2 separate regions of the Gossypium hirsutum genome follow, and region 2 is linked to region 1. Evidence: chromatin contacts called from public Hi-C data. All regions are on one chromosome and are shown on one strand. Each heading gives the region's core, a stretch centred on a gene start, on an enhancer-like site or on the middle of the called end of the contact. The rest is flanking DNA. Distances are from core to core; before and after follow the strand shown. Region 1 holds the start of LOC107903891. Region 2 holds the start of LOC107903819 (calcium-dependent protein kinase 24).

Region 1 (7,762 bases), core at 498-2,997:
GTATGAACACTTACAAAATTTTAAAAGATTTTAAAAACTTTTGAAATATTTTTAATAAATTTTAAATATTTTTCTACATTTTTAATATATTTTATAAAATTTTAATAATTTTATATCTATATATGTATTTTTATCGTTGTTATTGATTTTAATAATTTTTATCTTTTTTCACACATGTCACAATCACGATGTGACACATGACACAAAAAATAACTTTAGAATTTATAAAATGTAGTCAATTAATTTATAAGGGAAAACTTATGATTTTTTATAAACTTTTCTATATTTTAATAAATTTCTATAGTTTTTAGATTTTTTTTAATTTTTATTGATTTTCATCATTTTTCCATCACTTGGTAGAGTTAACTAAAATGATGGAGGACCATTAATTTTAGTGGTCAACTGCTAAAATTAATAATCAAAGAGCCTTTTTGATGGATTTTGGCAAAGCATGACTAATTGTTTTCTTTTAAAAAGTTTGAGTGCTTTTTACACACTTAAGCCATATATTTATTATATAAGTTTTTAGAGTAAACTGCATTAATAGTCATCAAACCATGATTTTTTTGTCCCTCAAATATGAAAAGTTACAAAATGGTCGTTCAACTATTCAATTTTATCTTTTTTGTGCACTTAACTATCTTAGATTTTTGGGTGATTCTATTTATATGTTATCCTGTTAGTGATGAAAAAAAAATTGAATAGTTGAGTGATCATTTTTTAACTTTTCATAGTTGAGTGACAAAAAAAGAAACATTCATGATTGGGTGACCTCTATCGTAGTTTACTTCAAAAAAATGGTCTTAGTGTCATGGGGTTAGACCTTTTGTTTCACAATTCGTTAGGCTTTAAGCGATTTCTTCGATTTAAATGCGCCTAAGTCAGCCTAACACTCACAAAGTTAGGATTATTGCAGAATTATTCCAAGGCACCGACAATATAGTGGAAGCAACTCAAAAGAACAAAATAACCACAATAAAGCAAAAGTACGCCAAGTACTTGAGTAAATGCTCTCAATTAGTATTCTCTTATTAATGAAGGATTACAAATGAATTCAATGGTTGATTACAAAAGAGGGTCCCTCTCTCTATTTATAATTTAGCTCCCCCGAATCCAATTGTACTACTAAATTTATATCGATGAACTCGATCGAAGCCTATCTAACATTTGACTATTTAATTTACAATCCACATGTTACCATTGATTAAAGACAAAATAACCCTCAAACCAGTGATGAATTTTGAGACTAAATTTTGGGAAGTTTGACTAAAATTTTAGGAGTTTAATAAGATTATTTAAAAAAAATTAAAGGTCTAATTAAAATTTTTAAAAACTTAAAAAAAATAGATGAGCTTAAATTTAAAAAAAAATTAAAAGGAATAATGTAAATTAAAATTTGAAATACAATTAAAGGGAAAAAATAAAAATTTCTAAAAATTTTGGGGAGTGATCTGGATCTACTTGACTTCTACAAATAATGGATTGGAATCCATTATTTGACTTTACTAAATTTGAATATTCCATATATAATTTTATTAAATCATATTTTAATTCGGATAGTAGAAATACTTTGGTTTAAAGAGATATTCAAAATTTAAAGCAATTATGGATACGGGTTGAGATTTTAAAGCAGTTATGTAAATAGAATTATGATACTACTGTAATCTCTATTTGGAAAAACGGATTTGGTCTCAGAATAAAATAGCAAGTTAAGGATTCATTCATCAAAACCCTTTCACAGTTTCTCTTTTGTTTACTTTGTTGATTTTTTTGATAATGCATCGGACCATTTAATCAGGCTCAAAAGTTTGTTTAAAAAATTACAAAAAACGAAACCCATTTTCAAAATGGACCAGACCTTGGCTCAGGCTCGTCCCAAATTTTTAATACTGATATTTTAATTATTTTAATGTTTAGGTATACCTCCCAGCCTCCCATCGAGTCCCCTCCCCTCCCCCTTAATCCCAAATCAGTTCCGTCGACAGCCGTCTCCATTCCGGCGGCCACTTCGTCTCCCACTTCCTCTGTCGCCGGCGCCCACCTGATTTCAGCCCCAATCCCTGTCTTCTGCTTCCTCTGTTGCTTTCTTCCACTGTTGTGGCAGGACTGAGAACTTGAACCCAACTCAGGTAAGGCTTTAAATATCATCACCAGTCCTTCCAAGTTGCCAGTATTTCTCTGATAACTACGCTTAGACTTAATTTTGGGTGCCGGGTGCAAACCTGACCGAGCATTTCACTGTTATGGGCCCATCATTTATCCCTTTGTGCTTAATTTGTATGTTATGTAAATATCAAACTAAATAGTTGTTTGCTGCAGATATATATATATTTTGTTGGTATGAACTTTGGAATTTCCAGCATGATAATGTACAGAGAAAAAGTGGGATAACAGTGTATATTCTGCTATGTGAATGACAAATTCGTTTATTATTGCTTTGAAGTTTGATAGAATCTTGAAGTTCCTTGATTTCCCAAAGTAAAATCCCTGAAAGAACAAACGAAACAGTGGTGCATTAGGGAGGATCCCACTGTAATCTCCCTTTCCCTCTCATTTTGCACTGGTTTGTTAATCTGTAAGCAATAACAATAAGAATAAGAACAATAATAACAATAATAACAATAATAACAACAAAACAATAACAAGAAGAACAAGAACAATAATAACAACAATAATAAGAATAAGAATAATAATTATAATATATTATTATTATTGGATTTTAAAATAATACCGATTTTTTATAAAAAAGAAAATTGCAAACATTAATTTATAGGATTTTAAATCGAATTCATGAAGATTTAGGGGGATTCAGATTCATGGAATAAGTTCTATTTTTATCAAAACCGGAGTAAAGATAAAAGAGAGCACTATCTTTTGTTTTCTTTTTCTTTTGTATTACACATGATTTGAGATCGCTAATCTCAGACAAGATTGTGAGAGTTACACATGATTCTTCACTCGTTAATGGAGTTTACTATGATATCTAAGATCATAAAAAACATATATACTTGCAATAGTATATTAATTGACTTTTGTTGATAGACAGGTTTTCTTTTCTCTTTAAGTTTTAATCCATATTTTAAGCTTTACATAAGAATCAGTCTTTCATATTTCTTAATGATCTGACAGTAGGCACTTGATATGCATATATTAGGGTTTAGTATATTCGTATGGCAGTATGTGTATATGTTTGGACTATCTCCCAAATATATGCATCAGTATATTTAATGAGCATGTAAGTATAATTTAATTGTTAATTGAGTTGTTGATCCGATGAAAGCAATTTTTTATTTATTTTAATTTTATTAAAACATTTTTTAATTATCTTTTATTAACTTAGGATGGAGACGAAAAGTGCTGGTGAGATATCTAAATGGAAATTCATAATTACAAAAAGTCTGTTTGATTGTTGAGAAATTCTGGGAAATGAATAGGAAAAATCAAGATTGACCCTTAGGATTTCTAGCCTAGATTTCTTTTCTCCCTTTTTGGGGTTCTTTGTTTTCTTTGGGACTGTAGGATTTAATGACCTAGGGTTTGTATAATTTTCCGAAGCGAAAAGCACAAATAGAAAATGAAGTTACTAAAATCAATTTGAACTTGTTTGAATTAGTTGTCCTTTGGGCTTATCAAAGAAATTAAAATTTGGGTTCTTCCTGCTTTCTACATGTTTCCTTATCGATTGACTTATTCCTTTTCAAATTGAGATTTTGGTTACTTTGATGTTTCATTTTGTACTAATAAGAAAAGTAAAGCATTCAGCATTCTTTGCTAATGATTTTGGTCTGGTTGTGGCATTGTTTTTGTTAAGTTTGTTTAGTTAGGGTTTAGGATTGTATGATAGGAAATTTTTGCCCTAACCTTTATACTATTTAACAAATATGTTATATGAGTGTTGGACACGGATATTCGTTCAACACAGATATTCGGTATATCAGTTATTTAGTTGGAAACTTATATTTGTTTTAACTCTATAAATTTAGGAACTGTGGAGCAATTTTACTCTCTGATGAACTGCCTGCCACACATGCATGCTTATGGTTCAGCTTTATTTAGAAAGACTGGTAATTTCATTTCAACTTCTTTGAACCAATGCCATGTTCCCTTATGGAAAAGAAATTTTGAGCACGCGAGTGTTAAGACTGTGGATCTAGAGTTCTTGTTGACAAGATTTCGCACTCAGTGTTACTCTTCCCGGAAAAGTAGTAGTAGTACCAAAAAAACATCCGGGACTAAAAAAGTTGATCCTGAACAACCACAGGTGATGGAAAACGAGAAAGATGCATTCTTTGTAGTGAGAAAGGGAGATGTTGTTGGTGTTTTCAAGAGCTTTGCTGATTGTCAGACCCAAGTTGGATCCTCGGTAATTCTTCTTCCTTTTTTTAATGTCGCCTAAAGTTGATTTACTTTTAGGCTGATTGTTGTGCTATACTTTGTTATTCCATATTGCAATATTGATAGTTATGTGCTTTTTAGATTTCAATGAAATGACATAATTGTAATGCAAATAACATAGTAATCTTTCAAATTTAGATACTGTGTTTCTTCTTTTCGTTGTTCTGTTAACTTTGACATGTTATTATTCTTTTGGAGTAGATATGTGATCCTCCAGTCAGTGTCTACAAAGGCTACGCTTTAACAAAGGAAACTGAAATATATCTTTCTTCCTATGGGCTTAAGAATGCTCGCTACACTATTAGAGCTGCAGATGTGAAAGAGGATATTTTTGGAGCGCTCATGCCCTGCCCTTTTCAGGTGAGACCTTGAGCATAAACCTTATGCATACTGCAAATTTGCTGTTTGTTTGATCAAGTCTATCGGAAAAAAAGAAAAGATTTTGATGTTGTCTTCCTTTTTTTCTGCATCTGCACCCATGTCTCTGTTTTGCTTGAATGTGTTCCTGTGACAGCAATTGCACCTAAAACTTGCATCTCCCAATTAATGTGATCTGCTTGGAGGTTTTGAGGCCATCGATGATCAATCTATTTGTTCTTTGATTAGTTTCTTTCTTTCACATGTTAACTGTATCACAAAAGCTGTTTTATACCATCTAGAGAAGGTGAAGACATTGACTTTTATAGATTTGAAGGCTAATGTTTCTATTTATTATGTTTCAGGAGCCAGCTTCTTCTAAAGGTGAAACATCTCATTATGATGCAACCAAAAAGAGACCACAGGATATGCTTCAGTTAGAGTATGGGGTAGGTTAGTAGTTTTAATGTTCCCTGAGCACATCATTATTAATATTAAACAAGTTTGGGTGTGACATTATTTTTCAGTGTTTTACCTTTAACCGTTTGTAAGGACTGGGATCACTTGGTTCAATAGCCGTAGCTGATCTTGCGAGAAAGCATGTCAAGTTGGATCCATATGCTGAAGCTCAAATAACATCCTCTGGTCATGTAAGTAGATTTGGTAGTGACAGTTGATTATGTTGGTGAATATTGACATTAATTTCATTCACAGAATTGAACAGATAGTCTTGAAGGACATTGTTTTTTTTATCATTTTATTCAAGATGATTGAATATAGTTCCTCAAACAACATAAGAGTGTTTCTTGTGAGAGAGAGAAAGGTGTCTGAATTAATTTAACAAGATTAAGTGATGCTTTTTTGCTCCGAAAATAGGCTTTGATGCCCATACTTGTGTCTTTATGGCAGCAATCTTGTACTCTTGAGTTTGATGGTGCATCAAAAGGAAATCCTGGACCTGCTGGTGCAGCAGCTGTATTGAAAACTGATGCTGGAAATGTGGTATGCAATTAACCATTTAAAAATTAGACCTTTTCCACACATAAATCTTTCCATGATGCTGGAAACCTTGAGTTTGAACAGATCTGCAAATTGCGCGAGGGTTTGGGCATAGCAACCAATAATGCTGCTGAATATCGCGCCCTAATTTTAGGGTTGAAACATGCTCTTAGAAAAGGTTATACGAACATTCATGTCCGAGGTGACTCGAAACTCGTTTGTATGCAGGTAATCCAACTTTCTATCTGTTTATTGTTGCTTTGTTGATGTTATTTTTCTCAGAAAGAAAAATCTGGATGATAATGCTGAAACTAGGTTAATGCTTCAGAGTTTTAGCCTTCGGGCAATTTGTCTCCTTAGCAACTTGGTTCTGCATGGAAGCACTGTCCCTTCTCTCTTTTTCCTAAAAATTTTCCAAACAAGAAAGTTTTATAATTTTCCTTCTTAACTTGGTTCTAAAAGGGATGAGTATTTAATATGATTAATGGAGTTTCCTATTAGAACGCACACCTATTCTCTACCTCTGTCATGCTTCCTAAACCCAATCTTTTGCCCCCAAAATAAGAAAATTTTTCTTCTCTTTTGGCTGGCCTGTCACCTGGGACAAACTAAACTGTCTCTGGACAAACTATAGCTCAACTGTTGCTATTCCCGGGCTTCAATAAGGGCCTAAATCTTGGTTGACCAAAATAATAATAGTGCCTAAATCTCGGAGCTGTGTTGTTTATTTTCATTTTATTGAAGTATTATCATTTCAAGTGAAGGAGCTTAGCTTCTGTTTTGTTGTTGAACAGCTGCAGGGTTTATGGAAAGTCAAACATGAGCACATGTCTGAGTTGTGTGAGCAAGCAATGAAACTGAAGGATAAGTTTCTTTCATTTCAGATCAATCACGTTTTAAGGGTATGACCAATTTTTATACTTGTTAGCAAAGTAATGGGCAAAATTTCTTTTTCTTATGACTACTATGGCCTCTTTGTTGTGTCATCATTGTTAGGTCTTTATGATGTTATTTTTAAAGTTTGGATCATTGCTTGCATCTACAATTTTCTTTTTACTTATATTTAAGCTCTTTTATATGGAGTGCATGCTTTGGCTATTGTACCAGCTTTTTAGCTTGGAATCTGTAGAATATAAATTGATGGCTGATGTTTTTTTTAATGCCATTTGTATTTCTCTTGGATAACGCATAATAAAAAATGAGACCTTGTAAATAATTTGCAGTGTTAAAACATCAATTTTGATCAGTCTTACCAATAATTCTCAAGTCTCAAATCTAAACAACCTTAGGGTGGGTTTGGATTTGCGGTGGGGTGCGGTGCATTTAGCTTATTTTTTGTCTCACGCTATAGTGCCGCTACAGTATCTAATCTCACCACCATTGTTGTTTTTACCGCCAATCCAAACCCACCCTTAGACTAGTCTTTGCAATAATGCTATTTTACTGTTATTTCTTCCGTTTCATTGTGTTTTCTAATTTAGTCAAATCAATTACTCCGAAAATGCATTCTCATGAATAAGATCTTTGGTCACTTTTTTGTCTTTTTATTGCATTGCATGATTTTAACCTTTCTTGCTCACCTCTGTGAAAGGAATCGAATGGCGCGGCTGATGCTGAGGCCAATTTGGCTGTCAAACTTGCTGGTGAGGTTTGGTTTGAACCATTTTGGTATTTATCAAGATCAATTAACTGCTGGATGTTTATGAGATCTTTCTAACCCTTGCAGAAGGTCAAATCCAGGAGGAGTTGGCCTAACTCATTGATTGTGCTGGCGGAAGTTTTTTGGTTTGTTATGGAATATATTTATAAAACACGAATGAGGTCTAGGATTTTGTCACTCTTTGGCTAAAATTTTGACCTTGTGTAGGTGCAAAATTTTGCATTTAAACCCCAGAAGATCATGTTATTGTTGGCCTTCAAGCTCAGCTCTTCAATGGAGCAATGCAAATATCATTTTTTGGTTTTGTTTGTGGCAGAGGCATGTTAATGGGGATATCAAATTCAAATGGCA
Region 2 (7,573 bases), core at 377-2,876, 520 kb after region 1:
GCTTAATCCTTGTACACACGTTTTCTCCAAGATCAACATTTCGACCATTTTCCAAGTTTTGAATCCATGGATGTTCTTCATATAACAAAACATGCCCATTTTACATTTTTATTTACACATAATTAAATGGATGTAACATAAGACAACGTACCGAGAACCTGGTGAACGGCCATCCGGGATTGAGGATTGGGATCAAGCATTCTCTTAACAATATCCTTTGCTTCTGTAGAAACTTTAGGCCAAGGATCCCTTCCAAAGTCTATCTTTCCTCTTATTATTGCTTGCGCTATGCCTTCCTCAGTGTCTGCAATTCCCTTTCAAACTCTTAGCAACAATACCATGTCAAATACAGTATCCTAGAATTAAAATTTACCAACCAGCCCAGAAGGGAGGAACTCCACAAAGCATGATATAGAGGATAACACCAGCACTCCAAATATCAACTTCTTTCCCATAGTTTCTTCTTAAAACCTCGGGAGCCATATAATAAGGACTCCCAACAATGTCACTGAATAGCTGACCTGCCAATTCCATTCATTTTCTTAATTTTGTTAAAAGGGGAAAATTACTCATAGATGGTGAAAGGTCAACAATAGAACAACCCCCAAGATACAGGGGGCATTCATGAAATTATCCCTTTTAGGTTCACATAAGCTCACCGGGTTTATAGAATGTGGATAGGCCAAAGTCAATTGCTTTAATTGGGGCAGTTTCACCTCCATCTGCTAACAAGAAATTCTCTGGTTTCAAATCCCTATGTATGACTCCATGGTCATGGCAGACCTGCATATATTATAAATTAATTTCATGTTTCTAAGATAATTTCCTATTTTTCATGAAATTATATATTCAACCATTACCTTTATAATCTCCAAAATGGTTTTTACAACTTTAGCGGCGGCTCGTTCCGTATAATGACCTTTAGCGACGATTCTATCAAAAAGTTCACCGCCATGGCAAAGCTCCATTACAAGATAAACAGCTTCTTTATCTTCAAAAGCTTCCCTAAAGGCCACAATATTTGGGTGCTTAGGCAAATGTTTCATGATCTCAACTTCTCTCCGAACGTCTTCCACGTCGATCTCAGTCCGCAGCTTGGCTTTGGATATCTTCTTGCAAGCGTACGCTTCGCCCGTTCTTATGTCGAAACATTCGTTGGTGATCCCAAACTCGCCTCTGCCCAACTCTTTTCCCATCTTGTACCTTCCCAAGATGTTGTATCCCGATGATTCCTTCAAAACCCTAGTGCGTAGGTTTATACATTTCCCCGTATTACCATCCTGACAAAAACGTGCAGCTTTTGCTTTCGCCTTCCCTTTCGCTTTGTATCTATACTCGCATCTCTTTGATATTATACCTACTAGCTTTCTTGGTGCCGATATGCAACTTCCCATTGGACGAAGACGGCGGCTGCGGTGATGGCGGCGACGACGGCAATGAGAACCGTGGCAATCGATTTTGTTATGTTTGGTTTGGTTTCATCTTGGAATCATAAACATCCCGGGAAAGAAATATAATTTTTTTTTAAATATTTTAGAAGGAAAATTGTAAACCCTAACAAATTGCACAGAAAAAAAAACCCACTAAATTTGGGTTTTTTTTGTAAAAAAGATGAAAATGATTAGCATTATTATGATTAGAGAAGTTGAAAGAAATTGAGAAGAAAGTTGATGGTTTTTGTTAGATTTGTCCCCGACATTTTCTTAGGACAGTTTAAAATATCGTGGATTATGGTTTTCAATACATCCAAATTTTGGAATTCTTTTCTTTTTTTAGATGTTAGTCTCTACTACTTGTAGCATGCATCTCAATCTTCTACATATCCACTCCTTATATATCTATCTCCATCTCAAATCTTTTTTGTTTTTGTCCTCACATTATATCATTCTTATCGTAATTTTCTGATTTAAGGGTAACAGAAGTAATTATTGTATACAAAAAATTAGAAGTAACAGAATTTAATGTTTTTAAGCTTCCAATGAGTTGCTATCTATACTATTAAATCTTTAATTACCCTTAACTCAATTGAATAATGACTCAAATATCATTCTCTTATAAAGTAATTTATATTATTTCGAGAATACTTTTATCTTTTTATATAAAAAATAAGAATACACCCACATAATGGATTGGAACTTAAGACACTATAATTTTTAATAATATTACCTTTTTAACTAAAATCTTATTTATTTTTTTATATCAATTTTTATAAATATATTTATTTTTACACTCGTATCATGAATGTGTGATTTGTATTGCTAACTTTCATTTAATTTTGGTCGGGTAAATGTATATTAATTTAGTTTGTTCTGACTTCAATAATGAATTTGTTTTCTAAAGGTTGTTTTTTATTTAAAATAAATTCTAAAAATATTTTTAAAAAATTATAAAAATGCATGAGTTTATTTTTTAAAAAAAGTAATATTATTTTTTTAAAATTATAAAAATAAAAATTACTAAAAGAACATTCAGAATGAATTCGGATAAACAGTTGTCCAAATTCAAATGATTTCAGACAACATTATGTTCAGGTTGATTATGCATACAAAATATATAAAAAAAATTCCTATTTTTAATTCTTTAAAATTTTCAAGAAATTTTTTATTAATTTTATGACATGTGTTAACATTCTATTGGCTTCCAACTTAAAATCTAATGGTATTTAAAGGTGAATCTAGGGGACTGGTAGGGGCCAGATCGTACATGGACAGTAGTTGGAGTCGGCGGCTCCCCTAGGTTCCCCCATCTGGGATCCCTGGGGAAGAGGATCAAGTTGGCCCTTGCGAACAGCTTGATGCACTATCTCTCTTCAACCCTTTGAGCAAAATGCGGCAAAATGAAGGAAAATCCATGGACCAACCTTATCGTCTCTACCCCGTAGGAACTACGAGATCACCCCAAGGACGCCTTCGGTATCTAGGGGTCACGGACCGACCATAGAACCCTGTTCAATAAGTGGAATGCATTAGTTGTCCGCTCTCAGGTTGGGCAGTAAGGGTTTGAGAAGGGCAATCACTCATTCTTAAAACCAGCATTCTTAAGACCAAAGAGTCAGAGGGGGGAAAGCTCTCTGTCATTCCTGGTTTTCCTGTAGTAGGATCCTCCGGAACCACAAGAATTAAGATTTTTAAAATTTAAATTAGTAAAGGTAAAATTGCACGTTGACCCCCTATAAAATGATAAAAAATTGATTTAATTCTTTAAATATTATAAAGATATAAGTTATTAAAATTATGAAATTGCATTTTTACTATCGTAAAAATTACAATTTAATTTCGACCCTCCCTAAAAAAATTCTTGGCTTCACCCATACGGTATTAGTCTGGTACCAATAAAAAGTACAAACTTGACTCACAATTTTTAAGTTTATGTACCAGATCCAAAAAAAAAAAAGAAAGATAGATAACAAGTAGGTACAAACTGCTGAATTTAAGTAGCTTCGTATATATTAAGCTAAAATTATATATATGTTCTGTGGCTTTTTAAAAAATCTGAGATTAATACTATAATTTTATTTCTTACTCAGATTTAGCCCTGATATACATCCCTTACTTATGTTCATCTAATCCAAAAGTTAAGTTATTTTCAGGTGATTTGGTTTATTTTGCAGCAGAGATCAGTTTATTGATCAACCTATCGTTTATTATCGATTTATTTTACTAGTAATGTCTAGGGTTATGAAAGAGAGGAGAGAAAAAGAAGAGAAAATAAAGAAGAATTTTGCTGCAGGTTAGTTGGCGAAATGAAGTTTCACATCAACTGCTTAAGGATTTTGTACCTTTGAAGCGCCTCCTCCAGGCTTGGTACAATGTTTCCGAGATTAGTTGTTAATAGCTAGATTAGGGACTTCAATTTTGTTTGAAATGACTATATAACATGTCACACTATCTTTTAATTATATTATTAACAATTTTAATGATTAAAATATAACAAATTGATTATATTAATAACTTTTTAAATTTTAATAATTAAAACATAATTTAATAAGTTTTTTTTTTTTTATAATGAACAAGTGGGGAAACTTCATAAATTTGTAATTCATGGCTTCCCCCTAGCTTGACCAAGCTACCAAGCCATCAGTCTCCTGATTATCCCCTCTAAAATACTCCAATGATCAAACTATGATAATAAGTGAAAAATCCTCCTTATCACAGTCGAGTTAGATCCTCCCTTTTGACTCTTCTGAATAACCTTAATAGCCTCAAGACTATCTGTCTGAATTCTCACATGATCATAGACCCGATCAATTAAAATACCTAAACCATCGAAGATGTCTCGTTCAACTTCAAACACCCCAAATATGAATGTATTCAATAATGTATATATTTTTAAGGAGAATCCATTTAAAAATTAACTTTATATCATTCTGTAATTTCTTTTATACGATTAATATTTTAACAATTTAACCATATATCGCATTATTTTGCTTAACTGCAGAGTATGATGAGGATATTCATATATATTTTATATCAGGCTTGAGGCAGAGAGAGATTGCTTCCACTGGCTAATATGATTGAAAAGAGAAAATTACGACTTGACAACAGCCTACCTATTAAAAAAAAGAAAAAACATGTGAAGAGGACATATGAGATCAGAAATTTGCCTCGTCCTCTGCAAATTGTATTAAAAACTTCAAAATTGAAGGCTTGGGATCATCTCCGACTCCTTTCTCCCTACTTTCAAAAATGCCTTTCATAATACGACTGTACAGTCTTTCAAGCTCTGGAATCCCGTAGTTTTCCGTCCACTCCACAAACAGTTGCTTTACAGTTTCTACTTGCTTAGAAAACTCGCCACCCGACATTCTAGCCTCCTTAGATCCACTCCCATCAATTACATCACACCATTCTGTACAAGTTTCTTGCTGGTTTCCATCTCCGAAACTAGACTCCAGCCTCTCACAGTTCTCATTTGCCTCTAGGGTTTGAGAAGCCAGCTTTGTTTGTATTGAATCCACGTTCCGTAATTTGTCTTCTGCAGGACAAATTAAATGACGAGTCAAGTCAAGCAATCGCAACACTTCCGATGAATAATTGAAATGAATCAACAGTGATACAAATGTGACAGATGCTGCAGAAAATCTAGGATGGTCAAAGAAACTACAATTTGATTATAATTTTCTTTACCAATGCTGATGTCCGCTTAAAAGGATGGTTTTCATTTATGTTCACTGAACAAGGGCATGCGTAAAAAATTGATATGTCCAACACGAGTATGCTCAAAAAAATTTCTTCAATACCTCCAGATGATCATACTCTTATACTCGTGTCCAAATATATACCGCATATGATAAAAGAACATAAAAGAGTCAAGGTAACATAAGTTTACACAAATCATACTCTTTTGGTTGGAGGAATTCTAAGAGTGAAAATAACATATTAAACACTTAATAGAATTAGAGAATGGAATGGGATGATGAGTTTAGATTTCTAAAATAGTGCTAGTTGCTTTCCATGATAGGATAAATCAAAACCTTCAACTTTTACAATACTCTACATTAATCAGCAAACAAAATTACCACTAAAAGAACGAAATCACCAACCAAAACAATACTAATAATATATCCTTGGCACAGCTGCTTTGAAAGCCAGTAGATGGGTACACTCCCATTCCTAACTGATTCCAAGATGTGACTTCAAAAATAATGAGAATTAAGGTTGAGTGGAACTTTTCGGAGGGAAAAGCCCCTTCAAATAAAAATGTAAGCATATGCCTACCCAGGTATCGGATGCCATCTGATTCCTAGTAATAGATTCTCGTTATGAACTAAAACCTAAAACCCACCTCATCATAACACCACATTAGAGCTGGCTAAGCTAATCTATGTATACACACATAACAGACATCAAAATACCTGAAAGGGCAGTATCAGCGTTCTTTTTTGGCCATTTCAAAGCCTCATAACTTTGAAGATTGGCCTCTGGCTGGACATTTCGAAGTCGGGCACTTGCTCGAGTGATGGTTCCTTGCTGCACTACAGGTACTGAGGGGAGACTAGACACACCTATGCCATCCGGCATATTTGCTGGACCCCCTTGGGCAGCAATTTTGTCACAATAAGCAACCAGTGAAGGGTCCATCTGAGACAGCATACCATGTACCTGAAAGTTTATTTTAAATGTTATGCAAAGAATGAAAAAGATGAGCCCCAATAATGAGAATAAAATTCAAGAGCAAATGAACGAGTAAACGTACTGAATCCCGTAGTTCATAAGCTCTACTAACAATTCTAGAACCATTATAATCATCTCCGTTATAAGCCTGCAATTCAAGAAAGCAAAGCAAATCAGGCATCGGAAAGGTGGAAAGGCAGGAACAAGAGAAGAACAAGATAACACAAATGATGTTCATTAGTCTTTTGACAAATTTTCAGACTTAGACTTTAGATTGCTAAAACATTAGTATCCATTCAGATAAAGAAGTTTTTTGGTAAAATTGTGATGATTAAATGAAAAGAGAGCAGTGGGGGAAACACACGCACACACACACACACACACAAAAAACCAGTGCTAAAAACCAAAGCATTCAACACAAACATAAAACCTATTAATGAATATTTTTCAAGTCTGTTGTCTTCCACACACCCATCAAGTGGAAAAATATACTACTGAAGCTCACAGTAGTTCATCTTATATACAGGAAGATTAGTCATAAAATTCCAGCCCTGACATCAGTAGAAGATTCATTCATGGTCTATATCCAGCAATAAAACAGACCTTCCAAGTCATCTCTTGAAGTAGCATGAAAATAATATCTAATATTCAAGTAAACGTGAAAGATGACTACAAGAATACACGGCATGTGACAGTCAATATTTTACTTAGAAATTAGGATTTTATATTTTAGGATTCAGACTCATTTTGTCAATGGTCAGAAGAACACTTCTCAATTCCTCTATCCTTTGCTTAGTCATGTTACTCAGAGGCAAGTTTAGATTATTATAGCATTTTAGAGGGGTTAAAGTTTATTTTCTTGGTTTCTGAATTGGTTGTTTTACATAATTAGTAGATACTGTTATGTAACAAATTGTAAAACTATTGGGGTTGCATATGTTGGGTTCTTTAGGCTTTGATGTCAACAAATATCTCATGCTCCCTTTCTTCTTTCTTCCTTCTTGAGAGTAGAAGCTCCATTTTCACTGTCAGGTGTCACTAGTCAATCCTAGATCCTACCCATTCTATTAACTACTTCAGATACCCTCAATCCACAAATTTATTACTCTCATTGAATTGGGCACTAAAACCAGTTCCAAACCCACAAACTTGCTGCTGCAAAAAATTCTTCCAAATCTCTTTACTTGCAGCCAGCCACTCTTTTTCCCTTAAGTTCCAATCAACTTGAGCCCCTAAATATAACAATAAACTCTAAAATCCTACAATTTTTAGCCCTAGGCATCTATCTAGCATATCATAAAAACTAAGTGAGCGAATTTCCCCTATTCTTTCCTATGATACATGTGAAAATGTTTTCCCTCCAAACAATGCTCAATGCACCATCCATTAGTAGCAAGGTAAATGCTCAACTAAGTTTAAAAAAGAATGGAACTTGGAATAGATCGCATCTAGAATTTGAC

The links. A called contact is a pair of places that touch in the nucleus more often than the background predicts.
Region 2: a contact with region 1 is called in a Hi-C map of leaf, with 2.7 times the contacts expected there. The contact joins the promoter of LOC107903819 here to the promoter of LOC107903891 in region 1. A contact is called at or near these places in 5 of 34 Hi-C or Micro-C datasets (callus, hypocotyl and leaf).

Annotation. Positions count from the first base shown.
Region 1 is chrD05:50,969,930-50,977,691 of Gossypium_hirsutum_v2.1, forward strand. It overlaps LOC107903891, which reads left to right and starts at 1,748. Exons shown (of 11, transcript XM_016830072.2): 1 at 1,748-2,129; 2 at 3,984-4,363; 3 at 4,597-4,755; 4 at 5,118-5,205; 5 at 5,305-5,402; 6 at 5,662-5,754; 7 at 5,836-5,979; 8 at 6,546-6,653; 9 at 7,343-7,394; 10 at 7,478-7,536; 11 at 7,619-7,762. The coding sequence starts at 4,010. The coding sequence ends at 7,506.
Region 2 is chrD05:51,487,694-51,495,266 of Gossypium_hirsutum_v2.1, forward strand. It overlaps LOC107903819 (calcium-dependent protein kinase 24), which reads right to left and starts at 1,627. Exons shown (of 8, transcript XM_016829989.2): 1 at 861-1,627; 2 at 660-783; 3 at 378-521; 4 at 152-304; 5 at 1-75. The coding sequence starts at 1,394. LOC107903820 (ATPase family AAA domain-containing protein At1g05910) reads right to left here. Exons shown (of 11, transcript XM_041092619.1): 9 at 6,196-6,261; 10 at 5,855-6,101; 11 at 4,492-4,974. The coding sequence ends at 4,592.